Linked DNA regions of Mus musculus: regions 2, 3 and 4 are each linked to region 1. A link is a contact called in public HiChIP or PLAC-seq, Micro-C and promoter capture Hi-C data. All regions are on one chromosome and are shown on one strand. The core of a region is the stretch at or near the end of the contact, and the rest is flanking DNA. Distances in the headings are between cores, read along the strand shown.

What was found. Promoter capture Hi-C pulls out the DNA fragments that hold promoters and counts their contacts. Hi-C and Micro-C count contacts between places; a contact is called where the count stands out from the background. HiChIP or PLAC-seq counts read pairs in DNA pulled down with a chosen protein or histone mark.
Region 2: a Micro-C map of embryonic stem cells shows a contact between it and region 1, with 11 times the contacts expected there. The contact joins the promoter of Sox21 here to the promoter of Gpc6 in region 1. A contact is called at or near these places in 4 of 39 promoter capture datasets (cranial neural crest, embryonic stem cells, liver and 1 more), 9 of 484 Hi-C or Micro-C datasets (embryonic stem cells and palatal mesenchyme), 3 of 115 datasets of contacts at active chromatin or transcription factors (astrocytes and embryonic stem cells) and 1 of 9 other capture datasets (embryonic stem cells).
Region 3: a contact with region 1 is called in an H3K27ac HiChIP or PLAC-seq map of embryonic stem cells, with 7 times the contacts expected there. The contact joins the promoter of Tgds here to the promoter of Gpc6 in region 1. A contact is called at or near these places in 11 of 39 promoter capture datasets (the 3T3-L1 cell line, the SN4741 cell line, cranial neural crest and 7 more), 5 of 484 Hi-C or Micro-C datasets (adipose-derived mesenchymal stem cells, beige adipocytes, embryonic stem cells and 2 more) and 7 of 115 datasets of contacts at active chromatin or transcription factors (the NIH/3T3 cell line, astrocytes, embryonic basal ganglia and 3 more).
Region 4: a contact with region 1 is called in a promoter capture Hi-C map of hippocampal neurons, with 2.8 times the contacts expected there. The contact joins the enhancer-like site here to the promoter of Gpc6 in region 1. A contact is called at or near these places in 3 of 39 promoter capture datasets (the C10 cell line, hippocampal neurons and liver), 1 of 484 Hi-C or Micro-C datasets (nephron progenitors) and 3 of 115 datasets of contacts at active chromatin or transcription factors (craniofacial prominence, embryonic limb bud and stem cell-derived neural progenitor cells).

The regions. Positions count from the first base shown.
Region 1 is chr14:116,922,553-116,929,906 of GRCm38.p6, forward strand. It overlaps Gpc6 (glypican 6), which reads left to right and starts at 2,745. Exons shown (of 9, transcript NM_011821.3): 1 at 2,745-3,543. The coding sequence starts at 3,384.
Region 2 is chr14:118,233,451-118,240,804 of GRCm38.p6, forward strand. Sox21 (SRY (sex determining region Y)-box 21) reads right to left here and starts at 3,580. Exons shown (of 1, transcript NM_177753.3): 1 at 1-3,580. The coding sequence starts at 2,185. The coding sequence ends at 1,355. It overlaps Gm4675 (predicted gene 4675), which reads left to right and starts at 2,782. Exons shown (of 3, transcript NR_131969.1): 1 at 2,782-3,494.
Region 3 is chr14:118,129,257-118,136,610 of GRCm38.p6, forward strand. It overlaps Tgds (TDP-glucose 4,6-dehydratase), which reads right to left and starts at 3,509. Exons shown (of 12, transcript NM_029578.3): 1 at 3,388-3,509; 2 at 1,351-1,417. The coding sequence starts at 3,473.
Region 4 is chr14:117,978,834-117,986,187 of GRCm38.p6, forward strand. Gpc6 (glypican 6) reads left to right here. Exons shown (of 9, transcript NM_011821.3): 9 at 1-696. Among named protein-coding and RNA genes, the nearest start is that of Mir6239, 29 kb to the left of the region's middle. Within about 2 kb of position 2,853, at least 11 of the 459 cell types and tissues checked have an H3K27ac peak or open chromatin away from gene starts, as enhancers often do. A contact at or near this core is called in hippocampal neurons, where this site is marked.

The sequences.
Region 1 (7,354 bases), core at 1,495-3,994:
AAGCTCTCTCAAATAGTGAGCCATCTTCCTATATTTATCTTGCTTTTCAATCAGGAAAATATTTCTCAGAAATCTCATCTTAAATCACTTTAGTCAGAAATGGTTCCTCCACCCCCGCTCTACAGTATTTAATTGGACAGAAGAAGGATGGCCTGCAGTGACTTAGGTCAAAAGAGATTCTTTCCTTGGGCTGGACATGTTTCGCAAACACATTTCTCAGGGTGATTGACGGAGGATGCCTGATTGGCCTGCCACCCCTGGTTGCTGAAGACCAAGTTGTCTCACTAAGACTCAAAGTCTCTAAAGTTCTGTTTATATTTTGACCCCAAGGATTCTAAAAAACATCTGGGCTTAGAAAATGGATCGGAAACAGGAGTCTTAGTGGCCATAATCTGCGTTTCCAACAAGACCCGATGCCGGCATTTCAATAATCTTTTTTTTTTTTTTTTTTTTTTTTTGTCTATTGAACCAAACATTATATCATACAAATCCAGTCTTCAAAGCTTATCTTCACACACATTCTTCCCATTTCCCATCTCTCTAGCTTAAGCCTCAAATACCTAAAACTGGCACAATGATTCCAGTGTACCTTCTAGCCGCCTACTAAATCTCCTTTCTCTGTTTGCTTCCTCTGAATAATATTCTTCCATCTTCCTTTTCCTTACTCTGCCTGGTATAGACGTGGCAGCTGTCATTCAAGACCTTGGTCAACAGGTTTACCTAAGTCATAGATACTCTCTTATTCTCAACGGATTTCTATCACATCCCCTTCCCATTGCCATGCCTCATCAAGCTGTGGCCTCAGGTAGAATCCTGGCCTCATTCCTTTAACACCACTTCGAACAATGCCGTATTACACAATATGTGGGCTAGGCAAATGACCTAAGTCCTTGCTCTGACTAAAGTTCACAAAACAGCCCCAAACTTGTTGACCCTTCCAGTAGAATTAAGCTCATCTCTTTATGCTTGCTGAATCTGGTAATATTCTGTGTGTTAGCCTTCTTACAAGTCTACAGTGGCAACAGCTACTGACTTATAGGAGTATGGAGTGCTCGTCAAATATAAGAGGATTAGCCAAACTTCAGGTAATCATCATGACCCACCTCACTCAATGGCCTTTTTGATGCATATGTGTTTGCCAGTGTACACAACCTTTGGTGTGTGCTCAGAATTGCTATCTACCTTCTTGAAAGTGTGTGTGTGTGCGTGTGTGTGTGTGTGTGTGTGTGTGTGTGTGTGTGTGTGTGTGTGTATGTGTTTCCAGAGGCCAGAGGGGTCAGATATCTCTGGAACTGGAATTACAGGAGTTTGTTTGTGAGCCATATTGTTGGGGAGCTGAGAATCAAACTCTTGTCCTCTCAAGAACAACATGTGATCTTAACTGCTGAGCCATCTATCCCTTCAGCCCCCTGACTACCTCCTTGGAGACTGACTGCAAATGGCTTAAAGCTCCTCAACTAGACTAGACTTCTTTCTGTTCCCTGAGCGCTAGCATTTTGTATGAACTTTTGAAGATGCGACAAGCAAGCACTCTATCACTCTATAAGGAGGATGACGGGCTAAAGAGGAGTTCTTGGAAAAGAAGATGTGCTGAACAATTCCGACAGTAACGAAGGTGCCTAGGATAGAGGCAAATGCAAGGATTTAGGCTCCAGGAGTCGCTCTGGTCACCAGTCATCAGGAAACCAGCATCCTGCAGATTTATACTTCAGTACTACAGAACTAGGCCTGACCCTGTACTGACTTCTCAGGAACTGGGAGACCAGTGTCCACAAGGCCTCACTACTGGATAGCATTTCTTTTCTTCTTTTTCTGATTGGTTAGTTTCAGGAGCTGTGGGTTTCAGGGCAGACTTAAGTATATTTGATCTCTGTGCTCATTAGCGTGAAGAAAGGCTCAGGAAGTTGGTTAAACCCGAATTTTCACTTGCATCCCATTTCACAGACTTCTGAGAACTTGGGAGAAAATGTTAAGGTTATAGTGTTTGAGAGAATCTGATGAGAGAAGATTACAACACCTTGTCCCTCCTGGGGTCCTGTTTCTTGCATGGCCAGCAGCCATTGTTTTATCTTCACATGCCCTAAGCCTAGTGATTTAAGAATCCAGTGTTTTGTAGGTGGAACCTCTCTCTCTCTCTCTCTCTCTCTCTCTCTCTCTCTCTCTCTCTCTCTCTCCTTCCCTCTTTGTGTGTATGTGTGTGTGTGTGTGTGTGTGTGAGAGAGAGAGAGAGAGAGAGAGAGAGAGAGCCGACAGGAGAGGAGTAAAGACCTATGGCCCTCTATCTGTTCTTAGGAAAAAACAAAACAAAACAAAACATTAAGATGAGCCGAAAGCAGCTACCACCTAGAGAGGTGGCTTTGGCCCCGTTCCTAGGTTTCTTTTCTGCTCATTTCTTCCCTGGCTTTGTGTTAGGTACACTGGGGCAAGAGCAACAATTGGAAATGCAATATTCTTTATCTCCAGAAAAATATAGCGTGATAACATTTACTCTCCTCAAACACTTTGTCTTTTTTGGTGGTTTGTTTATATCAGGAAAGGGAACATCTCGGAAGTGTGTGGAGGCCATAAAGTGATTGAGAAAATAGGGACCTTTTGCTGGTAATCTTTCCCCTCCTGCCTAGTGGCTCGCGATCCATTCCAGGTTTTGCGGCCGACTCTGCCTCTGAATTTCGGCTGTGCACTGGGTAGCACGTTTCTCCCTCTCTCCCTCCCCTCCTTTCTCCTTCCCTCTTGCCTCCTGTGTCAGTCTCCAGGATTTTCTCTCTTCCCATTTCAAGAAGACTCTCACTGGCTCCCTCAGTCTATGTGAAGCTGAGGTTTCCCCTCGATCCCGTACATCTCCATCACATACCTCCACGCACACACCTCCCCGAGAGCCCCGCGTTCACACCCACAAACACGCGCGCTCACACTCGCGCCGGCCTGTCCATCTCCCTCGGGGTGGGGGGAGCCGGCGCGCGGTCCCACCTTCGTCGCGCACACTGGATAGGCGAGCTCGCAGCGCTCCACGACTCTGCGGCTCGGAACTCGGACCGCAGGGCTGAACACCCCTACTGTGGTGTTTAAAAAAAAAAAAAGACATTTCTTTGCCTTTTCCTCTTTTCTCCTCTTTCTCCAACGATTTTCTACCGGAGTGGCTAGCGGAGCCGGCAGCCTTCCCAAGGCAGCCCTGGTTGGCTTGCCATCCTCCATCTGGCTTATAAAAGTTTGCTGAGTGCAGTCCAGAGGTCTGCGCGGCTCGTCCCCTCGGCTGGCGGAAGGGGGTGACGCTGGGCAGCGGCTAAGGAGCGCGCCGCAGGCTCTGGCGGGCTTTCGGCTCGAGGGGCAAGGTGAAGAGCGCACAGGGAGCTGGGGGCTGCCGAGGTGGACTTGCATGTTGCACCATGCCTTCTTGGATCCGGGCTGTGATTCTTCCTCTCTCCGGGCTGCTGCTGACCCTCCCGGCCGCGGCGGACGTGAAGGCTCGGAGCTGCAGCGAGGTCCGTCAGGCTTACGGTGCCAAGGGATTCAGCCTGGCGGACATCCCCTACCAGGAGATCGCAGGTAAGCGTGGGCCCCGGGCCCGCTGCAGCCCCGAGAGGCGGCGGGGCGCCCTCTCCCTACCCCCTGTTGCTCAGTTGGTGCTCACTTTCTGCGGGTACCTCCCAGGGACCCCGCGTCCCTGCATCCAGGCGGCGGAGGCTGATCCCGTTTTTCGGGCGGGAGGAAGGTGTGCGTGCCCGCCGCCTCATTGTGTGCACACGCGGGAGCACCCTCGTCCCTCGCCCCTCTCTCCCTGCATTTGCTCCCGCGCCCTGCTACCTCCGTGGCTGGCCTAGAGCCTGGCCCGGCCGCTGGAGCAAAGGACGGTGGAGTGAGGACGGCTAGCGGAGGCAGAAAGCGGAGCCGGGCGCCCATAGCATCCCCCTCGCTGGGGCAAACTTGGGAGAACTGCGGCCGCAGTTTGCTCAGCGCCACCGTCTGAGTGGCGCCTTCTCCACTCCCGCCTTCGCGCCGGCGGGGGCGGTGGAGAGACGCGGAGATTCCCCTACTCAAGCTCTCTGCTCTCCAGGTCCTTTCCAGGGACTGGGCGCCCGGCTCCTGGGCTGGGGACGGGCCACTAAGGGGACCCATTGCTCGGGTCTCTAGGATCTGCACGTTGGAGTCCCGAGGCAGTTGGAGGAGGTGTCTTAGTACTCTGTCTGCTTCAGATTTGGGGCGGACTTTCCCATTAGGGTGCCCCAGTGCTTCCCGGACTGCGGTTGGTCACTCGGGCTGAGGAGACAACCGGGCCACCCGGCGTGGCGCCGGGTCCCGAGCATGGCCTCCCGCTCTGGCCGGCTGGTGCACGCGGAGCCAACTTAAGCAAGTGACCCGATGGGGGCGTTCGTCTCCGGGGTCTGCACTTCAGGTTCTCCGGCTCTCCTGGTCACAAGCATTCCTTCCTCCCGAGCTCTCGAGCCCCCACCCTCTGCCGGAGCAGCAACTTGCAGAGCAGCCTGGGTGTGTGTTTTCCAGCTCTTAGCGCCAACCGACTCCTAGCTTCTTTGGGGCTCTGTGAATGAAACGTGTCGGGGACAGATAATCCTTTGGCTGCTAGGGAGCCGAGCTGAAAGAGGCCAAGGGGAGACTAGGGATGCTGTGAGGGCGCGGGCTGCTCAAACCGGGTAGCTGAAGTCGTCCTATGTGACCTCAGATCGCTAGATCTCCACCAGACACTGTTTTTCCAAAGAACTGGTGGACTAAAGGAAAACACTTGCAAATATCGTAAAACATCTTAGTTTTTAATACGTTGTGGAATTAATGCTTTATGACGATCGGCTTCGAAACGCTGGGGTGAGGGTCTTTACTTATATTTCTATCAATTTGGGTATTACTAAAAGGAAAACAAACCACGCTTATGTATCATAAACAGCGTGGTGCTTTATGTAGAAGGAGCCCCCTTCCCCCTTCCGCACCCTCTCCCCAATTCACAGCTAGGCGTTCCGTTCCCTGGATCTAGTAAGCTTGAGAAAGTGTAGTGAATTATAAGAATACTTACTCTTCAGTCTCTGGGATTTCGCCCACCCGACTTGAGCACTCCCTAATTTGTTAATCAATGACTAGAAAGGCAGTGCTCCTGCAACTCCTTAAGTTTCTTAACCACCATTCCCTTTGTCTACTGTTATTTCATTCTTTCTAATTAATTGATAAGGATCAGCTTCACCTTTTTAACTCACCACATCTCAGGAAATTCAACTTTTAAAACGTTTAGAGTTGGGCTCCCTTCTAGGAACTCGTTTTTTTTCTCCTCTAATCTGGCCATTTTAAAACTGCATCTTTTAAACACACATATTTCCCAACATGATTTCAGAAGATAAGATATCTTCAAGAAGAAAACAGCAAAGTATTTTTAAATTGCATCGGTATTCTTTAGTAGATTCTGAGACTCTCAGGAGACTTGCCTTGACCCTCGGCACCGTCCGGGCGCCTGGCTATGGGGCAGATGGCTATTGTAAATCATTTCTGTAGTCACCAATTACTTTGCAGGAGACTATTCTCAGTGGCTGTACTCATTGTCCAGGAGTTAACTGCAGAGGGCTTTGCTTGTATACTTTTTGTCTTCCCCATTGTTTAAAAAAAAAATCACAGACTGTTAACAGCTCTGAGTCCCTGAAATATATCCACCCCACTGAAATCACCTCTAGCAGGATGGAGGAGGAGCTGAGGACTTTATCTCAAGCCCGGTGGGTGTCCTTCCTACGATGCTGGTGGACAGGATCACGGTCCCATGGAGTCAAAGGCACGTTGGGGAGGAAAAGAATGAATTGTGAGATAACTGAAGGGCTTTTATTTGGGGGCAAAGCGTTTTGTTTTGTTTTTTTCCAAAATAAACTTTACTCAGCGCTAAAGTACATTGCATTTACTATTGCTGTTGGAATAACCACTTAGGAAATATGGTGTTATTAAATAAACACACTCTCCCTCTCTCCCTAGCTCTTGGCAACATTTACATTTCATTATGCAGTATAGGGTAGAGTCTGTGTGGTGGTTTTCCTATCTTAAACCCTGAGTCATCCTTTGCCTTGCTTACACATCCAGTGGTTTGCTTGAGAAATGGTAGGAATTTAAAAGAACTGCTGTTCAGGCTCCAGATTCCAGTTGAGCCATGTTTGCAAGTAGCTTGCTTAGTGAAAATAACTGCGATGTAATAAGAACATTATATTTCATCTCAACATTATTAAACTTTTACTCCAAGCTCACAATTGTAGAACAATGTTGCCCTTTTCAGGGTAGAGAGAAGCTCTTCTAACTGCCAGAGGGGGGGCTCTAGGTAATATATAAATCTAGGAAGTGCCTTCAGAGGGAGAGTCTGCACCATCAATCTTCATGCAGCCTTGATTTTAAACCCATGCCGGCAGATTAGATAGACTCTCCGATTTGGAAGATTTCCAAAGGAGCTGACTCTTGAGCCCTTCTCAGCGATCCATTCTAATATTTCAGGATTCCTGTGGTACACGCAGTGTTTCCTGACATCTAGCCAAAAGGCTTCACAATAGCCGTGCTTGTTTTTTCTTCTTCTGTGTCCTGGGAAGATCCTAAGCTTAGAGCATCAGGAGCTTGGGTAGGAACAGTCTTATCTGCTCACTACTCCCGCAACACTCAGCAATTCCCATTTCTTCCTGGTGCTACACTTCTCAAAGAGCTTTATAGCAGATTATAGCAACTGTTTGTGCTGGGGTGCAGATTATCTGTACAGTGCTTGTCTGCTGTGCCCAGGGCACTATGTCTCTAGCAACACATGCATACCTTTACACATACACTCAAACACTCACACCCACTCATGCACGCACACACACATTCACCCATTATCCCCAACAATGAAGCATCTCACCCTTATAACTATGGGAATCCAGAGACTGTTATTGTAGGGTTTCTTACATGTAGTCTTTTTGAGATCTTAAATTGTACTATTTCTTAGGTCAGAGTAACTTTGTAGCTTAACATGGTTCTTTTCTCTTTTATCTAATGTAACTTTGTGTAATGCTTCAAGTCTATAGGAATTCTGTGCCCATCACCTATTCATACTCAATACTTAAGCAGGCCATATGGCTCAGCTGGTTAAAATGCTTGGTGCCAGACCTAAGAACCTGAGTTTGATTGCTGGGACCCACCTCTTTTTTTTTTTTTTTTTTTTTTTACTTTTATTTATTTATTTATTTATTTATTTATTTTTATTACATATTTTCCTCAATTACATTTTCAATGCTATCCCAAAAGTCCCCCATACCCTCCCCCCCCCCCACTTCCCTACCCACTCATTCCCATTTTTTTTTTTGGCCCTGGCGTTCCCCTGTACTGAGGCATATACAGTTTGCGTGTCCAATGGGCCTCT
Region 2 (7,354 bases), core at 2,330-4,829, 1.3 Mb after region 1:
GCAACTTCATTCACAAACATTAGTCAAAATATATACATTTAAAAGGGAACAAAAAGCTATAATTTCAGGAAGGTTTTTTTTTTTTCTAAAATGTGTTTTATAATTTGCAAGTGAATTGCAGGCTGTCTAGAAAATAAGCTAAATGGGAAGGGAGCTCTGAAAAACAGGCCAAAACAGTTCAGCTTGGGAGGAGTACTAGTTGGTGAGAGGCATCTTTCAAAAACAATTCTGTGCTTTCTTTCTGTCCTTTTTTTCCCCAGTTTTGCTAAGTAATAAATATATAATTACGGCCCAGACAAAAAAGTCTGATTTAATATTAGATAAAATTGCGATTCTGAAAGTTCCGCAATTCTTAAAAGTTAACTTTGACATTTGCTCAACATGTATTGAGTCTCAAACCGACTCAAATTTAGGGCAACGAAAATAACACATTTCCCAAGACTCAACGTTTTCACTGACATACACACATTTACAATCTTAAGGTGAACTCAGCCTTGAGGGGAAACAGCTTGTGTACTTTCCACGCGTTCGTAAACTGTGTCACAAGTCCAAGCCAGCGGACTCAGAGACTTCTAGCTGATATTTCAGGGGTAGAATATCGAACTGACAACTTCCACCTCACATGTATTTCTTTGCATTTCTTGTTCTTGGGAAAGAAGTAGAAGAAAAACCAAAAAAGGTCTTGCTTTGATTTGCACATGGGATGAAACAAAAGGAACGGCGGTCATCTCTCATATACAGGCCGGATTCGAGCTGGTCATTCACTGGTCAAGAAGAGATCCGGGCTGTGTTCTGCAGAGGCCTACAGAATTCAACAGTACAATCAGAGTAAGGCTGCCCAGAGCCACCCTACTCTAAAAAGCTAAAGACACGAGTCACCGGCTCTCCCCTTGGCCAGCTATTTCAGACCGAACATCAGAACCGAGCTCATGCAACACGGACCAAGTGGGACCGGGAGGGAGGAAGGATGAGACGCAAAAAGCAAAATCCAACCAACAAAACTGGAAAGCCCAACGTATCGTAAAGCACCGCCCCTCCCCCTCTGTGGGTCAAAACGCAACAGGTTCCGAAGTGCAAAGCAAACACCAACTGCTGGCGCTAACAACCGCTCTCCTTTAAAGTTGGCTGCAGAAGTGCGGCGGCTGGGGAATGATGCTGCGAAATCCACACGCTCTCTCGCCCGCGCCCTCGAAGGCTCGGCCTTTCAAGCCCGGACTGGCATCTCCGCCTCTGCCTGACACCTATACATCTATGTACATACAAACCGGGCCCCCTGTCGCCCGAGGGCGCAGCGGAAGGCCGCGAGTCTCGAACCTATACATATGTACACGTGTGTGCACAGGTCCCCGCGGGGTCATAGCGCGGCAGCGTAGGCCGCGGGGTAGGGGTCCAGCTGAGGCTTGCCCATGCCTGGCAGCAGGATGTAGGCGAGCGGCGGCTGCAGCCCCGGGCTGGGCCACGCGCTGCAGTTGCACGGGATCATGTAGCCGGGGTTGCCGGGACTGGGGTGCGAGTGCGTGTGCCCTCCGGCGGCCGCCGCGGCCGCAGCAGCCGCCGCGGCCGCCCCGTGGAAGGCGCCCGCACCCGCCGTGGGGTACCCCAGCGACGACGCGTACGGCAGGCCGGACGACGACGACGAGATCTCTGCCATCTTGGAGCCCAGGTCGAGCAGTGAGTAGGGGCTGCCAGCGGCGGCGGCGGCAGCGGCGGCGGCGGCAGCGGCCGCAGACTGCGGGAAGAAGACGCGCGCGGCGGCGGCGGCAGCTGCGGCGGCCGCCTTCTCGGGGTTCGCGAGCAGAGACTCGGGGACCAGGCCGCCGCCCGCGCCCGCGTGCAGCCCGGCTCCCGCCTTGAGCGCCGGGTGCTCGGCGTCCGCCACGCTGCCCAGGCCGTAGGGCACGGGGAAGGCGAACTTGTCCTTTTTGAGCAGCGTCTTGGGCTTGCGCCGCGGCCGGTACTTGTAGTCGGGATGCTCCTTCATGTGCATGGCTCGCAGGCGCTTCGCCTCGTCGATGAACGGCCGCTTCTCCGACTCGGTGAGCAGCTTCCACTCGGCGCCCAGGCGCTTGCTGATCTCCGAGTTGTGCATCTTAGGGTTCTCCTGGGCCATCTTCCGCCGCTGAGCCCGCGACCACACCATGAAGGCGTTCATGGGCCGCTTGACGTGGTCCACAGGCTTGGACATGCTGTCGCCGTGCCGCGGCTGCAGCCCGCCGCCGCCGCCACCGGGGCCCTCGGCCTCCGCCCGGAGGAAATCAATGTTGGCTGCCAGAGGGAACCGGCTCAGCGGGCGGCCGTGCGTCCCCGCGTCGTTCCCGCGCGGGAAGAGAGGACCAGACGACCAGCCCTGGGTCGGGGCGCTGCGTCCCGGACCGCTTTGGTCTGTCTGGTCGAGCTCTAAGAAAAAATCCTCTCCGGGACCCTGAAACTTCTCCTCGGTGTCCCCACTCCGCGGTGTCACTCTGCCCTCTGCTTTTTTGTCCTCTGTCCCGTTGCTTTGGCTCGCCAACTCCCTGCAGGTGGCCGCTGCCTGGTTCTGCTCTCCCCTCTCCTCTGTCTTCAGCGCCTTAAAAGCCAAGCAGCCCCGAAAGTTGAGCGGCGGAGGATCCACCAAGTTGAGCCGAGAAGCCCGCCGCCGCGTGCTGCCAAGTGCCAAAGGGGGCTCTCGGCGGCTGGAGTGTTTGGGTTCTCCCCGGTGACTTTCTCATTTGACAGAAGCAGATGGGAGTGGGGGAGGGGTGGCCGCGAAGAGGAAGAGGAGGGGTAGGGTCGGGGCGCGCAGAGCAGGGCGGCGGACAGAAACACAAACACTGCAGCGGCCCGTCTTCTGTGTCGGGGTCAGGGCGCGCTGATGGAACCCCCAATCCTGTAGTTCTGCTGAGGGCTGACGCTGTCCCCGGGCACCTGCCTGGAGAATCTTGCTGCCGGGCTTTGGCACAGGAGAGGAGAGGAAGGAGGCGGGCTGAGGTTTTGAGTTAGCCTGAGTCGCCGGGCCTCAGTGGAGACTGTCCGGGTTCTCCGACTCGCTGCTGCAGGCTGTCCCCGGGGCCATGCTTGCTCCGCTGGCTCCCAGCTTCCCCGGGCGCACTGAAGGTCTCGGGCTCCCGGAGCACTCCAGAAGCGGAGGGCTGCTCGGTGCGGCGCGGCCGGCCAGGCCCGGGCGCCTTCTCCCAGCTCCGGTCGCAGCAGCCAGACACTTGCAACTAACTTCTCCCAAGTTTCCGGCCCGGGCTCAGCCGCGCCCCTCTCGGTGAGCGCGCCTCCGAGCGTGCGCCCGCGTGGGTGCCGCGCCCGCGAGCCCCTGGGTCCCGGCTACTCCGGGCGCCGCAGGCTGGAAGGATGCAGGGATCCAGGTCCTGGAGGAGGACGGGGATTAAAGAAAACGTGCTATATCACCTCAGATCGCAGGTCTGCTCTGGGGCTGCTCCTGCTTTCCCAGCTCCGGGCCCAGGCTTTCGCTCCGCCGCTTCCGAGGCGACTGCAGCCCGGCTCAGGTGAGTGTCGCCACCTGCGAGTGTTGGCGCCGGCAGCGGGCGCTGGGTGTGCATGTCCAGCCGCGGCCGTGTGTGAGTGTGTGTGTATATCCTGGGAGTGCGGAGGAGGAGCCGGGGAGTCCAGGAGGGAGGAGGGACCAGCGGAGCCTCCTCCCGTCCCCCCTCCCAACACTCCTCCTCCTACTCTTTTTTCACTTTGAGTGCAGGTTTAGGCGAGTGGAGTGTCCGCCGCGCGCCGCGGAGTCTGCGCACTGTTTGGAGCTTGGTGTCGCCGGCGGCTCCCCTGTTCTGCCCAGCGCTGCTGGTGCTCTGCTGGCTGCTCTTCCGGGAGGATGAAAGCGGTACACCAGAGGAAAAGAGCTTCAGAAACTGGCGAGGAAGAGGGTTGAGCCTGGGGGTGGGAGTGGGGGAAGAGTCTTTGAAAGTGTTTGAGACTGTTCCGAATGGCAAGAAAGTACTCATTTTCCTTGGAGGGCCAGGTGTGACTCGCAACAGACGCCTCCGGCAGTTTCTTGCCTCATGGTTGCACTCAGAGGTAGTGGAGTGGAAAGTAGCCCAGGATGGACAGAACATTTTTGGCAAGCCTTTGGAAAAGGAATGAGCCTAGGTTGAGCCCGCATCCCCTTCTGAATACACAGCTTTTTTAAACAGTTGTCTTCTGTCTTGTTTTGCCTTCTTTTAATTCTGGTCGTCAGAGCTATCTCTGTGTTGTTTCTTTAACGTTTGCAGTCTCTCAACGATAGGGCAAAGCTGCTTCAAATCAAAAGCATAAATCATTTCTCTAAATAAAAATTTTAAAAATGTTCTACTCTGACAGTTTTTATGCTGTTGAGCCAGTTTTCTTGCTTGGTAGTTAGAGCTATTATAATTGACGCTATACACAATCAAAAATCAAATAGCACCCCCGAATATTCCTGGGGAACCCCCCTCCTCAGGGACTTTGTGTTTCAGGCAGATTACTTGTCTTCCTTTGGCTGTTTGCAAGTAACACATTCGTATACACGGTTAGCTTTTTTTAAAATGTCTTTTTGCAATTTATGTCCAGTTTGTACACACACGGGACCTTTGAACCATTGATTTGTAATCAGGGCATTAACATGAATTGGTTTGCACTCCTATTTATTTAAGAATTGGGCTTGTTTTGTTGCTCATTTAAATTGAAGAAGGCGATGGCTTTTGAAATGTTTGTTGTGATAACAGACATGCCAGTCAGCAGTGGCATGTTAAGTGGGTTTCTGTTTTCCTTAGCTGTCATGTTTGTAAATGCTTATTTTGTATTGTTTTTGCTCTCCTGTTGCTAAAACAATTGAACTGATTCCTCTAGAATCATAATTCTTTACCTCACTTTTGTAGACACTGTCATTCAGACTCTGGGTGGTGCGATGCTAAGACTCTGGCAAGTGTAATTACATAGACTAGGATATTAAATACACTGTTTCATGATGATAAACTACAAAATTACTGTCTCTGAGCTTTCAACCTACCAACTTGCATAATAGTTTTGAGACAAAATATTACCCACTGTCACACAAAGAACATATATATGGGAACACAATATATGAAAACTGTTATTCACTAATTCTGAATAAAGTTGAGTCTAGTAATGAAAATTATCTTGACATAAAAAGATTGAAGGCTGAAGAAATCAATTTATGTTGGTAATTTAAATAATTTATGCGCTTCAAATTTATCTTATAAACATGCAATAAATTATGATTGCATAGAAATGTTTGTATATATGACTGAAATCTATGCTTATGTATGCTATAAGTTGTCAAAAATCAAATACATAAAACTTTTGTGAATAACCCCAGTATAAACTATGTAACATTGCCCTTTTAGCAAGTGAGCCAAGTTAGAAAACTCAGTAGAAAGCAGAGACATCATAAAAAGAAAATAATTGTGTGTGCGACCTGTGTTCATGAAACAAAACTTAGCACAGTTCAAAATGGGCGATGCTTTGGTTTATCACTTCTGGATTTTTGGGGGGGTGGGGGGTCAGTATTCTTGTCCTGAGACCTTCACATCTGAAGAAAAGAGCATCCTCAATAATTGTGAGATAAAAGAAAATAGTTTCCCTGTTACCCATCAACCTCCAGACCCCTCTGGCATGAGCCCAGCAGAGCTTTTAATAAGGGAAAGCCCCAAACCTTTGTGTGTGTGTGTGTGTGTGTGTGTGTGTGTGTGTGTGTGTGTGTGTGTGTGTGCAAATGTAAATTCAGTTTTCATTTGCTCCCCTGTTATGTTCAGATCGGTAGAATGGCACATGCTTAAACAACTAGGGTGCAGTCCCTTCTGAATGATGAATATGTAGGTTATAGGAAAGGGAATGGCCCATATGAGGAATAGGTAAAAGACAAGGAAATGATAGAGACTTGTCAGTGCGATGGGTCCTGTCGACTCTTAGGAAGCACGCAGAGAGCAGACCACCTGGTTAGTTTCACCAGGAGACTCTGCTTTCTTTAGGGACACGGTAGTGCCCGAGCCACAGAAGTATCCAGTGGGAAACAGAGCAGACTTGCATGGAAAGTCTGTGGGTGTCCTGATACTGCCCTCCCCCGCCTCATAGCCTCCTTCATAATTGCTCTCCTTTCCCAGTCCCGAAAGCTTCACTAGGAGGCAGCAATGATGCTGGCAGGAGTCGAAAAGTACCTGGCAGCATCAAACCAGGCAGATCCACTTTCTTCTTCTCAAAGGCATAGGGAGGTCCAGGTCCCAGTGTGAACCTAGACGCCTCCCCCTCCCCCCCCCCATCTTTTCAACGTTCTCCTCCCCACTTCCTCCTCCTGCTTCTTCCTCCTCCATCTCCTCCTCTCCTTTCCTTTTGCTCCATCCTCACTCTGTATGATATTTTAATCTACAGGTTTCAGGAACCCAACCTTCAGGATACTTTCAACACTTAGAGGCCAAGCCTCATGGTGGGATCCACGTGGAATCGGGGCGTCTAAAACTATCCTTAAGAGAACCTTGGGGTCCAGCTCTTCAGCAGGTGCTAGGAAAGAGTCATCTTTCGCTCGAAATGCAATGCAGCTTGTTTGACCTGCTAAGAAGGGAATGATGACAGCAGCCAACCTTATTTAGGCTTTAGTGACAGCTCTGCTTTCCCAGTCTTTTATCCTACGGGGGGGGGGGGGGGGGCAGGGCGATACAGGTTCCAAATGGATTAAACAGGCAAGAAAAGTGAGTTACATCAGAGGGTACAAATATAGGCTTTCGTATCATTTTGAGATTTCAGTCCCCGATTTTCATCGTTTCTGCTGTGCTTACAAAGCTAAGGTTGTACTGATGAGGTTGTACAAGGAGGTTGGCACTGGCTAGAAGAGCTTTCCCTAATGACTACACTAGAAACACCAAAATTGTCTCTTTCTGACTCTTCGGCCCCACCCAAGGCCCTCAGCCCTACCCCCGCCAGGAAAACCTTTCTAAATTTAAGAGAGGCAGTTGCACAAAATCCCAATTTTAAGCTTCAAGAACCCTGCAAAAATAGCAGAAAGCTTTAATCTCTGTAGATAAGTGCTTTTAAGGGGGTAGATGGGGAGGGTTGAGGGTTGGTTGCTAGGCTGAGGCAAATCCAGAACCACAATCCTGTCATGTGACTCGTGACGTTGGCAGGGCGGGGCCACTCATCAGTTACATCAGCAGCGCGGTCTGTTTATTAGGAGAAGAACAAATCTGAGAGGATTCCTCCTGGATGCCCTTCCTTCTGACTGGGGACCTGTCTGTGGATGCCTTGGGGTTCATTCAGAGAGTAGTTTTCTTATTTCCCAGCTGCTAGGACTTAGTTCTTAGCCCTCTCTGCGCTTTTTGAGAAGTACTATAGAGTAAGAGTCACACCCCAGTTTATGGATTGGAAAGGCGCC
Region 3 (7,354 bases), core at 2,259-4,758, 1.2 Mb after region 1:
CAGAGGACCAAGCACGAGCTGCTGTTCGAGATGACCTGAGTTTGGTCCCCACCACCTACATCAGTGGCTCACAACCACCTGTGACTGCACTTCTGGTGTTCCAGATGCAAGACCTCTGGCCTTTGAGGGCAACTACACGCATAAACACATAGCCCACATGCAGAACACACACCCCCACCCATAGTTTATTAGTTTTTATTTTTATTTATATACTGTGAGACAGGGTTTCAGTATGTGCCATTGGCTGCCCTGGAATTCCCTATGTAGACCAGGCCGGCCTTGAACCCACAGAGATCCACCTGGCTCTGCTGGTTGTGGTTTTACACAGTAGAAGGATTTACTAAAGAGGCAGATATGCAAGAATCAGAAGTTAAGGGGTAGCCTGGGCTATACCTGGAGAGTGGGCCGGATGACTCAGTGGGCACAAAGGTACTTGCCACCAAGCCTGAACCCAGGAGTCACATAGGGAAGGAAAGAACTATCACCCACAAACGGTCCTATGATCTCCCTACATGCCAGCTATAGCTCACGGATGACCCTGCCCCCAAATAAATAAATGATATGGAAAAGAACTCTGCTTACCTCTTTAGAACATTAAGACGGGAAAAATATGCCGAGAGTTAATGACTATTCTTTGCCTGCACATTTTTTACCACTGTGTTTTATAAAAATAAGAAAACCATTTGTATCTTTTGTTCAAACTAAAGAATCATACTCTTTATGGAGACTTTAACCATGACTTCAAGACTGTCAAGACTAAATTATTTTCACTGTTTTGTTTGTTTGTTTGTTTGTAGACAGGATCTCATGTGCTCCTATGCTGGCCCTGAACTTGCTGTACAGTTCAAGGGTCACCCTAAAGTTCAGACCCTCCTGCCTTGACCTCCCCAGGGCTCAGATCATAAGCAAGTGTCGCAGCAACTGGTTTTCGTTATAGTCTACTGCTAAAAAGAAATATGCATACAGATGTTTCTGGGAGGTAGCAATTATAAAATCAAAGTTAATTTTACAAAGCCAATACCCTCTCAAAATAGTAATCACAAAATTATAGTATATATAGAATTTTTAAAAGGTAAAGCTTTTCTTTGGCTAAAAATACTGCACTTAAAAACATTGAGTTTGTAGGCTAGCAAAATAAAAGTTTCAAAAGCTTTGACCTAAGATTAAACACAGCACGAACACATGACAATGCAGACCCTGAGAGGCTGGGACGACCACAAAGAAAACACAGGAGGAGAATGTCTTGCCAGGCGCTACTCTTCCATTCCCTGGCACTGCTGCCTAAAGCTCCCTGGCTTGGAGGTAAATGGAGGTCGGATTTTAGCACACGAAGCTCATCTGCATACTTACCTTGTCTAGATTTACGATCATATAGTCGGGATAATCCTCTACTAGGGAGACAATCACATGGGACGCACTACAAGAAGACGAGATCTTTGTGAGTGGCAAGCATTAACCTCCCTCGATTCTTAACATCCCCTAAGCCGTGGCGTGGTGCGGAAATAGTAAGAGGTAACGCACCACACACAGGCACTTTTAACCCTATAAACAAACTCTTGTATCTTCCCTGTGCCACATAAAACTGCCTGGCACTGAGAATGAAGAAAAAGCAAGTTTAATCAAAGGATGGAACCCACACATGCCGTGAGTGTGAGCACAGGAAATGTAAAATCTGGTCGGGGTAACTGCACAAGTCCAGTTTGCTTTCCAAGGCCTGGGGTGGATTTATACAGATAACAAATGACAGCATACTCACTGTCATTTGCCTATGCTTACAGTGACTTCTGCAACTGCTCTCTTGGTACTATACTATAAGTTGGCTTGTGTAAGCCTAAAATCTCAGGAGGGCTCTGGACTAAACCCAGGTTTCCTAGATTAATGATAGCTGAGTTTGAGCTTGGTACTGACAGTGGTTCCTGGAACTCAGAGGACCCTGAAATGGAGCTATCTCAGTAAAAGAAACATATATATATATAAACATATTTTGGGCTCTGGGGAGTAATGGCTAGCACTGGCCAATTGTAAAGGTGAAGTTTGTTCTTGGTGAAAAACTTCACTTTCCTTCATTTTCTAGGACATTCTTTGTGAACAAGCCCTTCCATGCAAGTACATGCATTTCCCCACGTACACGTCTGTTAATTAAGTGAATCTCAGCTTCCTGCTACCTACTCTCAGCAAAGTGTCTGTGGATTTAAAAGGCCCACTGCATGTTCTTGGGCAGTAACCAAGACTCTCTGACCCCTCCCCATGCAGGAGACACTACAAGGACAGAACTTCCTGTGGATCGCTCACGCATCCATCCACTCAACTCTTACAGAAGACCTTCACGATATGGCCCTGACCTTTCTTTCTGTGGGAGCTTAATGAACATCAGTCTACTCTCACACAGTTTATACTCTAGAAGAAGGGCAAGGCCATAAACAAGTAAACACAAGTACTCAATGTAATTTCAGGTAGTGCTGAGTGGATGGGTGGCCTAAGGTGTTCCCATAAGCACTCTGAAGGTGATATGCGGGTAAATTAACAGCCTATGCAACTGCCTCAAGTCGGGAAGCAGCACTAACCTCCTGTGCTCCGAGAAGCCTGAGAGGGTTGTGGGCGAGTACAGAAAAGCAAGAGACTAGGTTGGGAAGCAGGGCTCGAGCACCCGAGTCTTCTAGATCGGATAAAGACCCTGGACTTTCATTACAAGTCTCACAGAAACCATGACTGTAAAACTCTATGCAGCTGCATCTATCTCACTTAGGAACACACTCTACAAAGTGTAAAGAAAACGCGCGAGATCAACAGGAGAGGGATAGTAGCAGTGTTCTAAGGAAAAGGAGGCAGGGAACAGAAGTCAAATTAAGAATAAGCTTTGACACAAATAGAAAGGACAGTTTCACGGTAGGTGGGTGTGAGCCTCAAACAGGTTGGGAATAACAAAGGATTTGTAAACAGTTTCTAAAAAAGAGAAGACAAGACAAAGAGTCCCATTACGATCGATCCTCACATCGTGTAGAGGCGAGCTTTTGGAAAGGCCTTCATCTGCTGGCCGGAGCTTTGTCAGAGAGCGGGAAGAAAAGGGAATGAAACTGATGTGTGCTTCTCAGAAAAGTGACAGGTGGTAAACACCCCCGGGCAGGTAGGGGGTGGGACAGCAGCAAGGCACTCCTGAGTTCCCCTTTTTGTGGGGAAGGTGTTAAAGAAGTCGCATTTTCGAAGCAACCTCGTCTTGGCTGGCCAGAAAGTGAGGGAAACCGGATGGACATCCGGGCTGTGCATTGGGACCCTCCCCATAACGGATCTGCAAAGTCGTGGACCCGAAGTGCAAAAGACAAGGAGAACCGCAGGGCAAGGTTAGGATTTGTGGGGAGAAACTTCTCAGCCACCAGCACCGTTACCTACATGAAACCAGCACCCCCGGTCACCAGGACCCGCTTCGCGAAGCTGCCGGGAGGACCAGAACGCTCCTCCCGGCTCGCAGCGGACATCTTCAGCTCTGCAGAGCCAGCGCCGTAAAGCGCGGCGTCTGAAGAACCGAGGGAAGCAGCTTCACGACGCTTTACGACATGCCCCGCCCCCGACACGTTCAAAGGAAGTCGCAGAGGCTTCCGGGTTCTCCCAGACCCCAAAAGAGGGGCGGAGCCGGCAGTGGCACTGCGCAGGCGCGCACTCTCTAGCCCATAGTCACCAGCTAGGAGAAATTAGGGTCATTGGTACTAGGGTCTGGAATATTTTCTAAGCAAGTGTCACCAGCATGGATTACTACTATAGGTGCTTAGAAATTCGGAGTTATGAATCGATGCCTTCATTTTTGAACTTCAGCTATGCTCATAGACTAACACCCAGCTGAGCAGAATCCTCTAGAATGTATGCAGTATGGAAATGGAAAGTTGCATTGCAAAATTATGTTTCACTGTTGTAAATACTGTCACAAAAGGCGAAGGCCGCTTGCAATCATGATAAGTAAGTTTTGCAGAGTTCCCTGGAAGGTTTTACTCTCTTCTCTTGTCTGCTCACTGTGCCCCAATCCTGGTCCTTCTTGCTCTTATTTATATTACCAGGTGTTCTTCCCTGGTCTACCTGCCCTTTCCTCGGATGTCTGACTAGTGTTTACCTCCTTCAGTTCTCAGTTTGAGTGCCATCTTCCTATTAGAGTCATTCCTTGACTCTAACCATGCAGAACCATTTTTTTTTTTTTGTTTTCTTCTTATCATTCATCAACAAATTGGCCACTGATGTAATTTCTCACTGTCTCTGCTCCATGGAGGTAAGGCCATTCATTTCTCTGGGACCAGATCTATCACACACTCATCAACAAGTGGGCTTATCATATGATTGCTCACTGCTGTTTATATTATAGTCTGCTGCTTTCTATGAATTCGGAGGCTCTACCAAGTGGGAGTGATTAGAAGTCATATTAATTTTTTATGTACCGAGGCATCAAAAAAAAAAAAAAAAAGCCTGTCTTCAGTGAAAGAGAATAACATTACTGATCAAGAAGAAAGACATGAAGCCAGCAGGTGATAGCACACACCTCTAGTGCCAGCACCTGGGAGGCAGAAGCAGATGGATCTCTGAGTTCAAGGACAGCCTGGTCTACAGAGTGAGTTTCGGGACAGCCAGGTTACACAGAGAAACCCTGTCTCAAGCACACACACACACACACACACACACACACACACACACACACACGAGACAAAGGGAAAGTGCCTACAGTAATCAAAGCCCATGCTCTGCTTTTCCTTTAGAATCAACCTCACCCACGTTCTTGGTTTACCATTTACACAATTAAAGCTTTCAACAACTTAAACTTAGTAGGGTTTTATTTTATCAAACAATGAAAAACCTGGCAATGCTCTGAAAGAAAGGTTCAGAGAGCACCATCAAGAAACCCAGGCAGTCAATCTGTATAAACAAAGGCTGGAGGGAAGTGTGGCCCAGTGGTTAAGAACGCTAGTTTCTCTTCCAGAGGACCCAGGTTAGATTCCTAGCACCCACATGGTAGCTCACAACCTTCTGTAACTCCAATTCCAGGGTATTGGAAGTCCATGAGCACTGTGCCCATACGGTACATGTAAACAAGAGTCCTATACACAAGAATATAAATCTCGGAAGTAATGGTTAGGAGAGACTTTACAGGTTATGGATCTAATTGTGCCTTCTCAAAGGGAACAATATCTCTCCCACATACAAACATAGTTGGTCAGTTGGGAGCATGCTGGCTGGCTAAAGCTGACTAAGTTAGGTTGCAGTTCTGATGTAGCAATTCAAAATACTGGGGACAGTCTCCAGGCAAATTTAGTTTAACTCTACATATATTTGCAGAGGCTTATCTGAAAATATCCACTGGAAAATATTAACAAAGGCTACATTTCAGTATTGGGCATAGGCAAGGAAATTGGGAAGTCACAACTTAAAATGTTGCTCTATACACTTTTGGCTATGAGTTCTTCTAAGCTGCTTGCTCAGTTTTATTTCCTCAGGTGAAGGAATGGGATGAGAGCCATACCCAAGTCGCACGAATACATGGCTTGCCTGAGACCAGCACATTACTTTCTCTGTTCTAACCATCCCTTGGCCTAGGCTTTCATACCATCTAATCTTTCAAGCTGACTGGTTTAATCCAGTTTCTCTTGGCTTCTAACTGAATTGCATTGCTTGGCCTCATACTACCTTTGACAATCTGTTCTAATCTCCGGGTTCCTTCTCATTCTCTCTTCACCCGTGTCTAACTTGTTCTCTCTGAAACCTGTCTTTGTAAAAACTGTCCTGGTATAAAAGTGCTCTGTCTCTGTCTCTCTCTCTCATTGCCTCCCTTTCCTGTGCTGTCTTGAGTTCATTGGACATATCCTTTCTCTGACTCATCTGTCAAATCTTTCTCTGATTCATCACTTTGTCTGCCCATCAATTAGGCATCACTTTCAAACATGGCTGTTTCCTCCTAGGAACTAACTTTACCTACATTGTTAGGGATTAAAGGTGTGCACTAAGGTGTCTGTATTTCAGGCAAATGATACTTTAATCAGAGCATATCTGCATTCCAGCCAGATCACATAGATCTAGAATGTCTTTAGATGTGAACCCTTGCTAAAGCAGCCATGTTGCTGGATTAAAATTTCTCTACATGCATGAATTACTCTTATATTTAAAAATAATTAGGATAAAAATTAAAAGTCTCAAAAATACGAATACCCTTATTCTGGGAATCCAGAAGCGCCGAAACTGCTGTTGATGGGGCTTCTTTATTTAAGATGAAGTATGTGGTGAGGACATGCTTTTGTGTTATAAAAAAACATCTTGTTGGATGAAGATAATTTGTACGAACTTATTCGTGACACAATTTTGAGTTGCTGCACTCACCACCTCTGACCATCTTCATCTTACAGTAGAGTGAGAAATTCAGATGAGCTGGAGGTCATTTACAGAATTTTGTGGTAACTGACCTGGTAAGGAGTAAGGTGTTCTGGTTGCACTGAAGTCTGATACAGTCTGAACGTGTCAGAAGGGCTTCTTCGAGTGTGTTGAAAAAGGAGAATCTAGAAAAAAAAAAAAAAAAAAAAAAAAGAGCAAAGTGAAGCAAAGGAGAGGAACCGTAGAAAATACTCCAGCGAAGGATTTGCAAATGTCATCGACACAGGGGTTTAGGGTGGGTATGGAATTGATAGGGTTAAGGATGGGTGTTGTGATCATAAAAAGAGAAAGAGCTCTAACTATATGTTCTGGTGGAGTGCGGGGGAAGGGGGAAGCCTCAGCGGGCATCCCCTTCCCTGGAGGGACCAGACACACACTGGTAAAGTATAAAATAGAGTTTATTTAGGGCGTGGTGAGGGGAGTTAAGAGAGTAGTAGAGGCAGAGAGAAGGAGAGAGTAGATAAGTGGAGGCGGGCCATGGAAAGAAGAGGGATGGGGATGGGGAGAGGGGGGCACAAGGGACAGGAGGCAAGAGAAAGGCAAGAGTGTACGTGTAAGGGCCAAGCAGCCCCTTTTATACTGGGTCAAGCCTACCTGGCTGCTGCCAGGAACTGTGGGGATGGAGTTTAGACAGAATACCAACAATGGGCATTAGTTGGGAGACGATCATTTGAAATATTTGAACCCATATTCCAAAAAGCGTAGGTTGTGTACAAAAGGGATAAAGGAATGTGGCGCTGGGAAATGATGTTTTCTATAGTATTCTGTAACTCAGAAGTCAGAGGTAGACTGTAGCTAGGTAGAATCAACACTGGAGGGAGTCCGGTTGCCATAGGTCAAAGTGATGGCAGATAGTGTCCTGGCTGCCGCTTCACACCAGCAGAAAGGCCAATAGATCTTGGACTACCCGTGAATGAAGGTGGTCACTGTCATTCTCAGCTGTCTAGCCAACTGGATA
Region 4 (7,354 bases), core at 1,603-4,102, 1.1 Mb after region 1:
TTTGGCTCCAGACTAAGCACCAACTTAAGTCTTCAAGGAGGAATAAAACTTAGCAAGATTCTGGCTTGCAAATCTTTTCTCACCTCTCTGCAAGGCTGAGTACCAGGTGGTTTGACTTTCGGTTTCAAATGTTGGCAAATGCAGCTTTTGACTTCTCCAAAAGCTTTCAGATACTCAACCTCATTTTCTTTGACTTATAGTCACTAGCAGATATTTAAATTAAAAGAATATGTAGCCTTGCTGCCAGAAGAGCAAAGGAGTCCATAACTTATAAATCTGCAGTGTGTTCCTCCTTGGTAGTGATATTGGCCAGTGCTTAGTTTTAGGCCAACATATACAAATAGAGTATTGATTTGTACGCATTCTGGAGACTTGCTATGTCATAGTTTGCTATAGCCCAGACTCAGCTTAGCATGGGAATGCTTGGGACTTCACTGAGAGTGGAGTGGCTGCTGCAATCTTTGGCATTGCCTTGTAATTAGGGACTTCATGAGCAACACCTTAACGAGGGTACCACAGTGCGGTCTCTGTGTGCATATACAGAACTCATGTGCAGGATAAATGTGTGCACCAAGCAAACCTGAAACTTTATGTGACTGTCAAATGACTATTATTTGGGTTAAGATTTTTTTTTCATTTCTGATTTGGATAGAAAATTGCTATTAATCTTGTATTAAAATAGTTTTTAAAAATCTACTGTTGCGCTTCTCTGTGTTTTCTTAATGATTGCCATAACCTAATCTTTGTGTTTGTTAAGCATTTTTGATGACATCATTTTAGAGGCATGAGTACTAAACATGTAGTCAACAAGGTACTCACAACCTGGAAGTTATGAACCCCTCTGAGTGTAGGACATTGAGTTTCTTTTTTTCCTTTATTTACTTTAATTTATTTGCATTTCAAGTGTTATTCCCTTACCCAATTTCCCCCGCTCCAGTAAACTCCCTATTCCGTCCTCCCTCCCCCTGCTTCTGTGAGGGTGTTCCCCCACCCACCCACTCACTCCCAACTCCCCACACTCGATTCCCTTATGCTGGGGCATCTATCCAGCCTTCATAGGACCAAGGACGTCTCCTCCCATTGATGCATGACAAGGCCATCCTCTGCTACATATGCAGCTAGAGCTATGTGTGCTCCTTTGTTGATGGCTTAGTCCCTGGGAGCTCTGAGTGGTCTGGTTGGTTGATATTGTTGTTCTTCCTATGTGGTTGCAAACCCCTTTAGCTTCTTCAGTCCTTTCTCTAAGTCCTTCATTGGAGACCTGTGATCAGTTCAATTGTTGGCTGTGAGCATCTGCCTCTGTATTTGTCAGGCTCTGGCAGAGCCTCTCAGGAGACAGCTATATCAAGCTCCTTCTAGCAAGCATTTGTTAGCATCCACAATAGTGTCTGGGTTTGGTGACTGTATATGGGATGAATACCCAGGTGAGACAGTCTCTGCACCGCCTTTCCTTCAGTCTCTGCTCAACTCTTTATCTCCATATTTGCTTCCATGAGTATTTTGTTCTCCTTTCTAAGAAAGACCCAAGCACCCACACTTTGGTCTTCCTTCTTCTTGAGCTTCATGTGGTCTGTGAATTGTATCTTGGGTATTCCGAGCTTTTGGGCTAATATCCACTTATCCGTGAGTGCATACCATGTGTGCTATTTTGTGCCTGGGTTACCTCACTCATGATGATATTTTCTAATTCGATCCATTTGCCTAAGAATTTCATGAAGTCATCACTTTTAATAACTGAGTAGTACTCCATGGTGTAAATGTACCACATTTTCTGCATCCATTCCTCTGTTGAGGGACATCAGGGTTCTTTCCAGCTTCTGACTATTATAGGACATTGAATTTCTTAAGAGGTAAGGAAGAAAAGCACTCAATCCCTCTACTTCTGTTTCTTCTTGGAAAACCCATGGAGTATCTTAGAATTCATGTCACTGCTACACAAACAAGGTCAGGGAAAAAATTAAGATTGCCTGTCAAAGGACTGCTTCCAAGTACTTGGAATACATGTTGGGTCACATATTAGACACATGGCAAAGCCAGGAGAAATTAGAAGCTTCCTTCCTAGCCTGCCAAGGGAGCCTGGGCTCTTGTGCATCCTGAAGCCCTAGGCAGAGAGAAAGGAGAAGTTTTCCCAAGAACACTCTGGAGTAAAGAGAAATAAAGAAAGCTTATATACTGGGTTCGAGGACGCAGAACAACAACCACCTTAAGCAAACTTGTCTCTTCAGAGCACCCGCAGGATGTTCTGGAGGTTATTTTAAGAAACTTTTAATTGACTTGGACCTTAAATGGCCTTTCTTTCCAGAAATATGTGACAGTCCGTTATCATGTGCTGGCTACAGTTACAGGGACAAGAGCAGAGACAGCGTAGGTTTGGCTCCTAGGCATCTTACGTGTTACCTGGAGTCAGGCAGATGTAGCTAGCATGAACTTGAAGGTTTCAAAAAGTGTGATGGGGGGGGGGAGCTGATACTGAAATCTAATTGTTTCTTGATTGTGTCAATAAAAACAGAAGAAGCCAATTGCTGGGCGAAGAGGAAAAGGTGGGATTTCAGGGTCCTAGGAGGAAGAGAAGGGGACTCAGGAGGATTGGGAAATTCAGACCAGGCTGTGGAGCAGATGGGAAGCCGCAGACATGTAGGTCTCTCGGGGCACCTGTAGTATGTAGCCTCCGGCACCGGCGGAGACCAAGAACGGAAAAGACTACTGTTAGATTAGGATAGGAACTTCTTGGCCCAGTCATTGAGTTATCTGGCCAGATTTAAAATATTGGAAGACTCTAGTGTTCTCCCTCCTTGGGGCTAAAAGGGACAGCTGGTTGCATGCGAACAGCAGCTCTCCGCGTTTTCAGGAAGGGTGGTTGTTGGCAACCAGAGGAACCGACAGCCTTCCGGGGAAAGCGCCAGCACCAACTGGCGGGGCCAAGTGAGGAGATGGCATGGCAGAGACTGTTGCTGGAGCAAGGCGTGTTTATAAAATTAGACGCTACAGTGTGAGATGACATGACAAGACTTAAATGGGAAATGGAACTTGGGAGAGAACTCTTCTTGGATGAGTGGTCCTAATGAGCCTGCCCCGGTGCTGTGTGAGCTCCTACTCAAGGGAGCAAAGGAACAGCTGTGAGCAGATCTAGGGGTGTAGATGACTCTGACAAGAGATTAGCTACACACCAGTCCCCAAAAGACTATCCAGGAACAACCCAGTTAAGCTTCATAGCCAAGCCTTAGCGCCTGATAAGCCAGGGCCCAGACAGATCCTAGCCCTACACATCAGCCCTGAGAGCAGAGAGCAGCACTCACTAACATGGCAAAGCAAGCACCAGAAAAATGTGCAGAGATCTTGAGGAACTTCACTATTAGGGGCTCTCTAGCATATAAGAATAATATGCTCATTCTTGTACTAAATAAAATGAGATATATGTGTCCAGTCAGACAACGGATATCCTGATAGGAGACCAGGTTTATTAAAACTGGGCAGAAAAAGAGATGTACACAAGAATAATTTTAGTTTCTGACAATCTCTGTGGAACTTCCCATGAGCACTCAGGATCAGCAGCAAGTGTGCAGCAAATAAACAGAAAGCACAGATTTTACTTACACACTGGAGACCTTTGATTCTGAAATGCAGTGTCTTTCAACGGCCTTCTGTCTTAATTTTTCTCCTTAATTAAAATCCTAAATAAATAAACTGCTGACTCAGAGTGCTGGCTTGCCTTTGAACTTGTAAGCACTCTGAATCAAAGCGCGATGCTTGGACAAGTTCTACGTGAAGCCCGCCTTGCCTGTCAATTTGGCCTAGACACCACATTCAGAAAAAGCGAATTACTTAAAAGAGTCTCGTCCATCCCAAGACCTCTGCCTCCTTCTCAGGCTTACCTGTGCTTTATTTAACTGATCTAAAGATCAACCTGACTCCACATATAAATGTAAGCAATTGAGCGGTCTAGTCCCCCAGAAAACCGGCACAGCACCTCTGCTGACCACTGTACAAGCCTCCTGTAGAGTACCATGACACCGAAACCTTGTGCGTCCAAGTCCTAAAGCTGGTGGCCGTGTCTATCTTGAAGTTCTCTCTTTAGACATTCAGAAAGGTGACTGTCAAGTTATAGACATTCCTATCTACAAAACCAGACTGGTCTCTTTCTTCACAGCATGCCCCATAGTAGTAAAAAGCCGTTCATGCCAAAGGGAATTTTGAATTAATTTTCTTGTCATGGTCATCGACACGTGTCTCTGACGTAGGCAGGGGTTCCTGTCTTGGCTGTACGGAGCGAAGAACCTGTGCAATGGAACCTTGACCTTCTCACCAGGCTTTGGTTGTCTGCCTTCATTTCTATTTCTCTCCCTCTCCCTGGGGCACTCAAACCCCAAGGACTGGAGTAGAAGCCTCTCTGGTTCCTATGAACCTCTCCCTGAGGAGGAACTGACCCAGCCATTCAGCAACAAGGTCCCAGTCGCCGGTTCTGAAGCTGAGGCTGCAGAAAGACATGAGAGTTTTCTGACTCATCTCCAGTTATGAATTCCCCAGTACGCTGCTCCCGTGTGTAAAAAAAAAAAATGAGGTGTCTCATATTATGGGTAAGCAAAGGATTCTTTGCAAAGACATTATTAAAAGCTTGTTAGTAATGGAGGAATAACCTGAATGCTTTTTATTTGTTTGCTTGAACCATGGCATATAAATTAGCATTTGGAAACTATGTTAATAGAGCCAAAGAGAAGCTTGGCACTTGTACATGTGTTTGTTTTTAAGCGTGAAGCTCTTTTTTGTTTGTTTGTTTAAAGGAAATATATAGACCAGGCTATCTGTATTTGAGCAGAAAGCTTGAGTCAGGAGAGATGGGTAAACAAAAAAAAGGCTTTTTCCAAAAAACCAATGGCAGCCACTTTCCCACACCTGAAAGTTTACTTCCCCGGGGACAAGCACTGTCTTGCTGTGTCTTACAAGCTGGGAAGGTTCAACCCCGGATGCCACAGGAAGAGGTAAAAGGAAAAGATGAGTTGAAGTCTACCCTCCATCCTGGGCATTATCTCTCCAAAGAAAGACAACCTCAGAGAAATAAATGAATAAAACATACTCACAAAGAAGCACGGATACATTGGGTGAGTGTTTCTATCTACTCACAAAGTCTAAAGCCAGTGTGTCCTGGGCCTTCCCAGACAGGTCCCTGCTTCTGTCCCTGTATAAGGACTGACAGGTGTCCTTTACTGTCCATGCTATGTTTAGCTTAAATGATAAATTATAAGCTCATCTCAAGGCTTAATCAAGCTCCTTTGCAAGATCAAGTTATACTGACAGATGTCGTCTCACAGTTTTTCCAGATATTTTCCCAGTTGAAACACATTGGGTAACATGAGTCAAAACTGACTCCTGAGTTCACACACACATACACCCTGCCTGTTTGTTGCATTGAAAACATTTGGAATTAGAATCAGGAATCCAAAGCCAACTCTGGCATCATCAAGCACACTATCAATTGCTGACCCACAAATGCTTGCAACCAAGCCTGAACCTGTTTTCATGCTCAAATGGACTGCACTTAGGGCCTGGCCCTGGGGACTGGCCTTTCTGCATCAAGGCAATTTTGCCCGGTACATCAGTGAACAAAGCTTCCTGCTACTGGTGCTCTCCCACACTTGTGTTTTGATTCCATTTGCTGCTGTAGGGAGAGATAATTTGAGCCCCATTTTTTTCTATTTGCCAATCTTAGCAACATCAAACCAACTATGGGCATTTTCTTCCTTCCTTCCTCCCTTCCTTCCTTCCTCCCTTCCTTCCTTCCTTCCTTCCTTCCTTCCTTCCTTCCTTCCTTCCTTCCTTCCCTCCCTCCCTCCCTCCTTCCTTCCTTCCTTCCTTCCCTCCCTCCCTCCCTCCTTCCTTCCTTTCTTCCTTCCTTCTTTCCTTCCTTTCTTCCTTCCTTCCTTCCTTCCTTCCTTCCTTCCTTCCTTCCTTCCTTCCTTCCTTCGTTCCTCCTTCCCTTTCTTATTTTAAGTCACACTCAGGATCGACCTGTGTTTCTGACTTGGCCATATGTACCATTGTTCTCCTGTGTCCAGGCATGGCATCCATGACACATGGGATTTGCATCAGATGGTGACAGTCATTTCCTGAGCATTGCTGTGACCTCCCAACTTCCCTCCTTTCCCCTTCAAAGATGTACACAAAATGCAAGGAAATTATAGGTGCTGCATTTTTCAGCTGAGGCCACAACTAGGGAAATGCATTTTACCACTGTGTCCATTTGGTTACCATTTCTAAAAAGCTACTCGCAACATTTCCCATGGAATCCCTACATTGCAATAACAAAGCCCTTGTGGTGTTTCTCTTACCACCTGAAGTGATGTGTCCATGAGAGAGCAAAATGTGGCATGAAGAATACCACCTGCTGATACCCAGCATATAAAATCACCATTTAATTAAGGCATCCGGCCCTCCATAGGATGCTTGGGGCATCCCTCTGTAAGATCACCAGTCCTGAAGATTGTCTTAGTTGGACACAAATCTGTACATCTGTGTGGTCTACAGAACAGAGATAGAAATTTCTTCCAGAGTTTTCGGTATTAAGTAAGATATGAGATGGAAATTCACCACAGATATACTTAATTGTTCAGAACCCTGCATTTGGACATTAGTTTAGGAAGATATATAATTCACTGAGATATGCTCCCTCTCATCAAAGAGGAAATCATAGCACCTGCTTATATATATAAGCAACACTGGAAGATAGTAGTGACACTTAAGAACAGTGCTAAGTGCTTCCCATATGTTAGTCAATTCATCTAAAAATACAACAGTTACCAGGTACAAGGGTGTCCATCTATAATCCCAGAACATAGGTAGCAGAGGCAGGAGGATCTCCTTGAGTTTGAAGTAACAATATGATGGCTTGGTTGTCAAATTGACAGCTGGAATTGACTAAAACCCAAGTTGCTGGGCATACCTGTGAGGGATTTTTTTTATCTTAATTAAATCATTTGAAATGGGGGGACATACATTTAATCCAGATCACCCGAGATGTAAAGATATACCTTTAATCTAGATCTTTTGAGGTGCGAAGATCCACCTTTGATGGGCCACACCTTCTTCTTCTATCAGCCTGTATAAAGGACACGGAAGAAGGAAGCTCTGTCTCTCGCTTTGCCTGCTTGATCTTGATGGCAAGTCTATTCATTCATTGTCATTAGAGCCTGAGACCAACTATGACATTCAACCTCATTGACTAAGCAACTACATTATTAATTGGTAGACAGCCATTGTTGTACCTGGACCTCCACACACACACATACACATGCACACACTCACTCTTGTACCACATACGTATGTATGTATGCATGTATGTATGTATGTATGTATGTATAAA